Linked DNA regions of Sus scrofa: region 1 is linked to region 2. Evidence: chromatin contacts called from public Hi-C data. All regions are on one chromosome and are shown on one strand. Each heading gives the region's core, a stretch centred on a gene start, on an enhancer-like site or on the middle of the called end of the contact. The rest is flanking DNA. Distances are from core to core; before and after follow the strand shown. Region 1 holds the start of CBR4 (carbonyl reductase family member 4). Region 2 overlaps SH3RF1 (E3 ubiquitin-protein ligase SH3RF1).

What was found. A called contact is a pair of places that touch in the nucleus more often than the background predicts.
Region 1: a Hi-C map of skeletal muscle shows a contact between it and region 2, with 5 times the contacts expected there. The contact joins the promoter of CBR4 here to the enhancer-like site in region 2. A contact is called at or near these places in 1 of 5 promoter capture datasets (liver), 3 of 47 Hi-C or Micro-C datasets (adipocytes, liver and skeletal muscle) and 1 of 2 datasets of contacts at active chromatin or transcription factors (skeletal muscle).

The regions. Positions count from the first base shown.
Region 1 is chr14:20,620,608-20,623,779 of Sscrofa11.1, reverse strand. It overlaps CBR4 (carbonyl reductase family member 4), which reads right to left and starts at 1,820. Exons shown (of 5, transcript XM_001927085.6): 1 at 1,534-1,820. The coding sequence starts at 1,675.
Region 2 is chr14:20,514,560-20,517,849 of Sscrofa11.1, reverse strand. All of the region lies in intron 2 of SH3RF1 (E3 ubiquitin-protein ligase SH3RF1), which reads right to left. Among named protein-coding and RNA genes, the nearest start is that of SH3RF1, 96 kb to the right of the region's middle. Within about 2 kb of position 1,264, at least 9 of the 83 cell types and tissues checked have an H3K27ac peak or open chromatin away from gene starts, as enhancers often do. A contact at or near this core is called in skeletal muscle, where this site is marked.

The DNA.
Region 1 (3,172 bases), core at 571-3,070, 110 kb before region 2:
CACACATTCGTTAAGCATCTACTATGAGTGAGACCTGTTCTATCCAGAACCTAGAGACAAAAGATGATTATGTCATGGACTCCAGATTTCATGGAATTCTTCTAATAAACTAGAGGGGGGGAGCAGAAATAAAGTAATACAATAGACTGTAAATCCTAAAACTTTTTTTAATCAAAAAATGAGGGGAGAATGTTTTTCTTGTAAATACTTTGTATGGTTCATCTAATAATATTTATACCATTGATACTGACCCCATGCACCAGTTTTTTCAGTTTTATATTCCTTTTTTTGAAACTTAATGTCTAATTCAGTTACATTTTGCTGAATTGGTTTCCTGGCCCTGAGATAAACTCTAGGGCTTTTTTGTTTTAACTGTGGCACATATAATGACTGTTATTCAAGCCTATTAGAAGAAATGAGACAAAACAGGAAGCTGTAAAAAAAAAAAAATTCTAAAACTACAAATCATGAAAGAAAACAACTTTTTACTAAAAACAACTCTGTTCTTTTAAAAATGTTCATTGTGAACTATTTAAATACCAACAAAAAATTACACTTCAAAGTCTTCTCTACTTAATAACGTACCATTTTATCACTCTAAAATGTAGTTTAAAAAAAAACTAAATAATTGTTTATCTTCTGGCTAGCCTTGCCTTATATATCAACACTAAAATTACTTCCTCAAATCTTCGGAGACAGTAAGTCACTCAGGAAGCAACACTTTCTGGGTGAAAACCAATCACTCCTGGACCACGCAATTCAAGGAAATGCAAGGCCCAGAGCACTGACTCTCGGCTTTCACCTGAAGGTGTGCTGGGCCCCGCACCACCCTGGAACCCAGCACAGCCTCACTGATGGCTGGGTGACCCGTAGGGCCAGCGCGTGCTCGCCCCAGGGCCAGACTGTAATGACTGCAGCAGGAAGCATCGCGGAGATTCTCCCGCGTCTACGACTCCCGAGTGTCCTATAGACTCTAATACGCAAACACTTGGGTGAGCCCAGCGGTGACGTCGCTGCACAGGTGCCCCGTTCCCAGGTGAACGAGATGCACCTGCACCGGCCGCCCTCCTAACTCAGCAGACAACTGCGTGCTCTGGGCCGTCAAAACACCCGTCTCCCAGCCACCCAGACACTGAAATTTGCAAAGCAACTGCTAACCCATTCCTAACAAATAGAAAAAAATGGAGTTTGAGCGCATTATCAGAATCGGACGGAACAAATCTCACTGTCCCTTTGTAAAGGTCATGGAGGGAGCGTAATTACGTAAACGCTTTGACGCAGAGAAAAGGACGGGACACGGCTCGGACAGACCCGACCAGGAGAGTCCCACTCCGAGCACGCGCAGCAAAGCGCAAGAACAGGCGCGCACCGAACAGGCACGGAGACCGCAGCGCGCCTGCGCCGTGCCCTTCCCATCGCCCGCACGGGGGACCTAACCACGGTGGAGGGGAGCGCTCAAGGGGGCCTTTAAGATCCGCTGCGGCTGCAGCACACTCGCCGCGCGGAAGCGGGGCGTATCCGGTCGGTACCCACCACCCAGGTCCCCAGCCACGGCTCTGGCTCCTTGCAGATTCCGGGCGACGATGGCCAGTCGGTAGCCTCTCTGGGCCATCAAGCGGGCCACCGCCCTGCCGATGCCCCGGGAGCCTCCGAACACGGCGCACACCCTGTCCATCTGGGACCGGGAGGAGGCTGCAAGGGGCTGCCTTTCCTACGGCCTCGCAGCAACCCTCACAAGCCGAAGCGCCGCCCCCACAGTCAAACTGCTGCCGGGCGAGCGAAGACTCCTTGAGCGCAGCGTCGGCGCGTTACGTCAGCGCGTCGACGTCAGCGCGCATGGGTTCGGGACGCAGCGCCTTCTGAGGACGCGAATACTGGCCTGAGAGCTGGGCCGCGGGAGCGGTGCAGAGACGGCCTGCGCTGCATGCTGGGACTTGTAGTCTCGAAGCAGGAGAAGACCACGTGGTCGCGGTGCTTTAGGGGACAAGGCGTTGGAGGCAGCTGGGCTACTCTGCATGCAGTTGGTGTGGGCGTCGGGACCGTTTCTAGGGAACCAGCTCTTACCTCTTACAGCTGAGCGGGGTTGCGAACTCCCTGGGTGCGGGATGTTCCACCTAAAACTCAAGCTGGGACATGCGGATCACCTCATTAGGACCCAGGGTATACCCTCTGAGTTTGTGTCTGGCGGAGAATGGGGGCAGGAATCAGGCCCGCAGCAGATCCCCGCCCAACCGTTGTCCAGCTTAGTTTGGACACAGGCGCACTGTGAGGTCTAACGGGCCAAAACCTAGGAATTTGCATCAAAGTAAGGTTTATTGCAGGGCTGAGGAGGGAGAATTGGATCATGCTGGAAAGACCTGAGCTCTCCCGTGGGTTTCAGGAAAGGACTGTTTATAGGCAGAATTGACGGGAGTGGGGGGGGGGGGTAACCCTCTTCTGATTGGTTGGTGGTAAGGTAGTAGGGTGGTGTTGCGGGAACCTTAATCTGGAAGTCTTCTGGTTCCAACTAGTCTAGGGTCCACTTGCTTGAGCTCAGCCTTAAGTGACCAACCTCCACCTGGGTGGGAGGAACCTTAGTTCCTGCAGAAAAACTCAGATGTGCATCTGATTATTATGCCCATCCCCTGAGAAGGAACCGCAATGCTACCCGGTCCTAAACTGTCGGTTCTTTCTGCATCCCTTTACTCTCCTGACCAGGAGCTGCATGAATCCGAAGGTGTAGGAGGCTGAAAACCTTTTTCCTACAAACAAGAAATGGGTGACATGGAAAGGCTTTTATACCTGGAAGGGCCCCACAGGGTGCTGCTCAGTTTCAATCTTCTGTTTTCTTTGATTCTTCTCAGTCTTGAGGGGAACAGGTGTTGGACAAGGAAAGGAGTAACATTTTGGATAAATAGGTTGATGAGCTCAGCAGGGTAACTCAGTTTTAGGGATAAAGTTTGCCTCTCTGGAGGAGTAGCTCCAGGGTCAGCCTCATATCAAACCCCAGTGTCCTCCCCATGGAAGGAGCAGGGACACAAGGGTCAGACTCATACCAGACCCTGTCTTAGCACCCCTCTCCCACCTAGGCCCACCAGTCATCTGAAAGAGAGGTGTGGTAGAAGCAAGGGACCCAGTCTGGATGGCACAGGAGGAGCTCAAGAAATGTTAACTGAATGAATAGTCTTGCCTG
Region 2 (3,290 bases), core at 15-2,514:
CCCAGCCTGGGTCCATGTGGGCAAGGCACCTGGCCATACCCCCTCACAGAAGGGCCTCACTGCCTTCTCTCCTTCAGGGCTGATTTCTGGGGTCTGCTGACTACCATTTAAGCATCTTTCCCAAGACACACTTGAGGAGATGACAGTGAATAAACAAGCCGTCAACATCACCATGGGATGGAGCAGGAGGGACAGAGTCAGGGCCAGAGAAGTGACAAGACCTAGAGGGAAGCCACTCCTGGGTGCCAGCTACTGGACCGCAATGGAGCAGCCGGGGCCGGGGTCCCAGCCTGCCACCCACCAGCGGTGTAGTCATGAGAGGTGAGCCTCTCTGGGCCCAATTTGTCCTCCAGGTGCTGTGTGGACAGAGGGAAGGAGCATGTGTAGGCAGGACAGGCCCTGAATGTGACCTGTCACCCACTGCCACGGTCCAGCAAGAAGAGCGGGCCCCCAGGGACACGGGGCACCTGCAAAAGTGTCTGTCTCTGCAGCTGGATGCTCTCCTTTTGGATGAATTCCCACCACAATCACATTTCTAATACAGTCGCTGTGTAATAATGCAAAGAATATTCCTCCCAGGAAGCGGCTGGGATTTCAGTGTGCGAGGCTGAGGCACACGTCTGTTTGGGGTGGAAGCCATTCATCCTCTGCTTGAACAGAAGAAATGACAGACTCGGTGACACGCACTGTTTAATAGGGGATGGCATTTTATGTGTGGCTGTAGCTCATCCTGACAAGGCTAATGCGAGCCCCCGTGAGCCTGCGAGAATTAATTGAAAATCCCATTACCAACTCGGTGACAAATAACTCTATTCACTATCAGGGCCTGTTCTCTCTCGATTTTTCCCCCACCTCAGTGAGCACTGCTGGGCCCCCTCTGTCCAAATCTCTGCCAGCCAACTGCAGGCACCAGGCCCCCAGAACTGCCCCGGACTGCTCCCTGCAGAGACCTGTGTCAAGTTCCCAACCAGCCGCAGGACAGCTCTTTCCTGACAGCCAGTGTGGGGACGGAAGGAACTTATTTCCAGTGGCCTGATGGATGGACTAACCTTTCCACCAGAGCAAACCTTGTCTTCCTACAATTATCCAACACCTCCAATACAATGAGCATCAAGGATAAAACTTAAGGTGACAGCAACATGCATGACTGTCAGCCGAGTGGCTTCCCCAAGGATGTGACCAAAAATTCACTGACTCGCACTGACTTGCCAACCCAGTTCTTTCATGGATCAGTGGCCACAGAGAAGGATTCTGAGGGCTCTGGCCACCTAACCCACCAGTGGGCACCTGTGCCTCCGGCCTGTCCTCTGTGCGCTGCTTTCTCAGCTAAATCCCAAGAGGCCAAAAAGCCAGTTTGTGTCAAACTTCTCCCAAGAAGCTTCCCGTATTAAATAAAACAAATACCATTCTGATTTCAAATCAAGCAAAGCTCACTCATCTTGAAAAGACTTCTTCCCATGCAGACTGCAGGCGATTAAGGATAAACAGTTAACTGGCTGGAAGAGCAACAGGAGGCTGTGTTTTCCTCATGCAGCATCTGGGGGATGAAGCCAAAACCATCATCTGATAGCCCAGAGACACCGAGCCTTCTGGGTCACCTCCCTGCAGAGGCCGGGCATCGTGGCCTCAGCTGGCCCCTGGCCTTCGTGCCTTTGGGGCTTTCCAAACCACAGCCAGGCCAAGGCCCCAGATCTGTAGGGCTTACATTTCACTTGGCTGCACATGAAAGGGAGGCTCAGAGGAGAGAGGGCCATGCTCGCTCTGCAGCTGTCACTCAGGACACCAGCCTCAGCAGAAAGCTTGGCCATCAGGCAGGGGAGGCTTCGTAATGAGATTCTTAAAGTACATTTTAGTAAACTGACTATTCTGTTCATATACGAAAGCATAACTGTGACAGCATAACTGTGCCACCTTTACTTCCCAAATAACTTTTGCTTCTACATCATACATGCAGGTATTTTATGGGACATTAAAATCCTCGTGAGACGGGCACATAGATATTTCTGATGCAATCCTTTCCACTCCATTTCTGCGCCATTAAGTGTTTTTCACTATATCTGGCAATGTGCAGTTTGATGATCTAGCTGAGATCCTAACAGGTAAATAAAACATTCACTGCCGATTTATTTTATGGACTCTAAATGCCAATTCCCAGATATACATGTAAGGGAGCCTCTCTCAATTCAAAATCCTTCATGCATTTCTCACTGCTCCATAAAGTAAAAAAAGATTTAATGACCTACTCAAAAGAGCATCAAGAAGATACTCTTGCCATAGGAATAGCAATAAAATGTGCATAATTTCATAATTTAGTTGTATCTCAATTGGCATGAACTCTGGCTGATTGCAGCTTGACTTTCAAAAACTTTCCAGAAAGAGCTGAGGCAGAAAGAAGTAACAGTAGCAAGCAGCACTACACACAGAGTAACAAGTAGCAAAATGGCTGAGGACATAATTTTTAAAACATGTTCTGTGTACAACAAAACATATCTTGGCTTATCCCTATGAAGTGAAATGTCAGGATAAAATAAGAGCATTTCATAAAACACTGATTCCTTAATGGTGAATAAATCTTAAGTATTGATCTTGAATCTCTGGGTTGGATGAACACTCAAATACAACCTGACCATCCCCGGAACTGTTTTAACTTCGATATGACAAACATCGAAGATGATTATTATGAAGTATTTTTCCAAAGCTATAAACAGCAGAAGGGAACATCATGACTCCAATATTCCTGCAATGGCCCATCTTTTTTTATTTGTTCTTCCTTTACTCTTTACATGTGGAGAGCACCAAGCTGGGGCATCTTGGTCTGATCACTATCTCAAGCTTCCAACCTCCAGGCTACCTCAACGTGCCACATGACACCTTCTCATCAGAGTGACTTCAATCATACCAATTAGCACTTTGAGGATGGCAGGTGTACATGAACAGAATGAAGAAAATCACGTTCTCTTCATTCACATTTACTCCTTTCTGTCTTTATTCTGCTATGCTGCACACCCTTCTCTTGCACACTCATTTTCTTCGGCTTTCTCCTGAAGCAGGCCCTTCCAGCTGCCATCTGTCTCCTCCACCCTGACCTGGCTGGGTTCTACCTGCCATGGAATGCGGTGACAGGCAAGCTGGCGTGGTGCTACTTTTGTGACCTGGGGCCTCTGCTCTTGCAGTCCCCCAATCTTCCTCGCATAGTGTCTGTTCCAACCCCTGACCAAGCAGCACTCAGCCAGGGGTGGTTTCCGGCCTTGTTGTTTTAGTGGCATCAATGGTTTAGGGAGGGGTCGGGG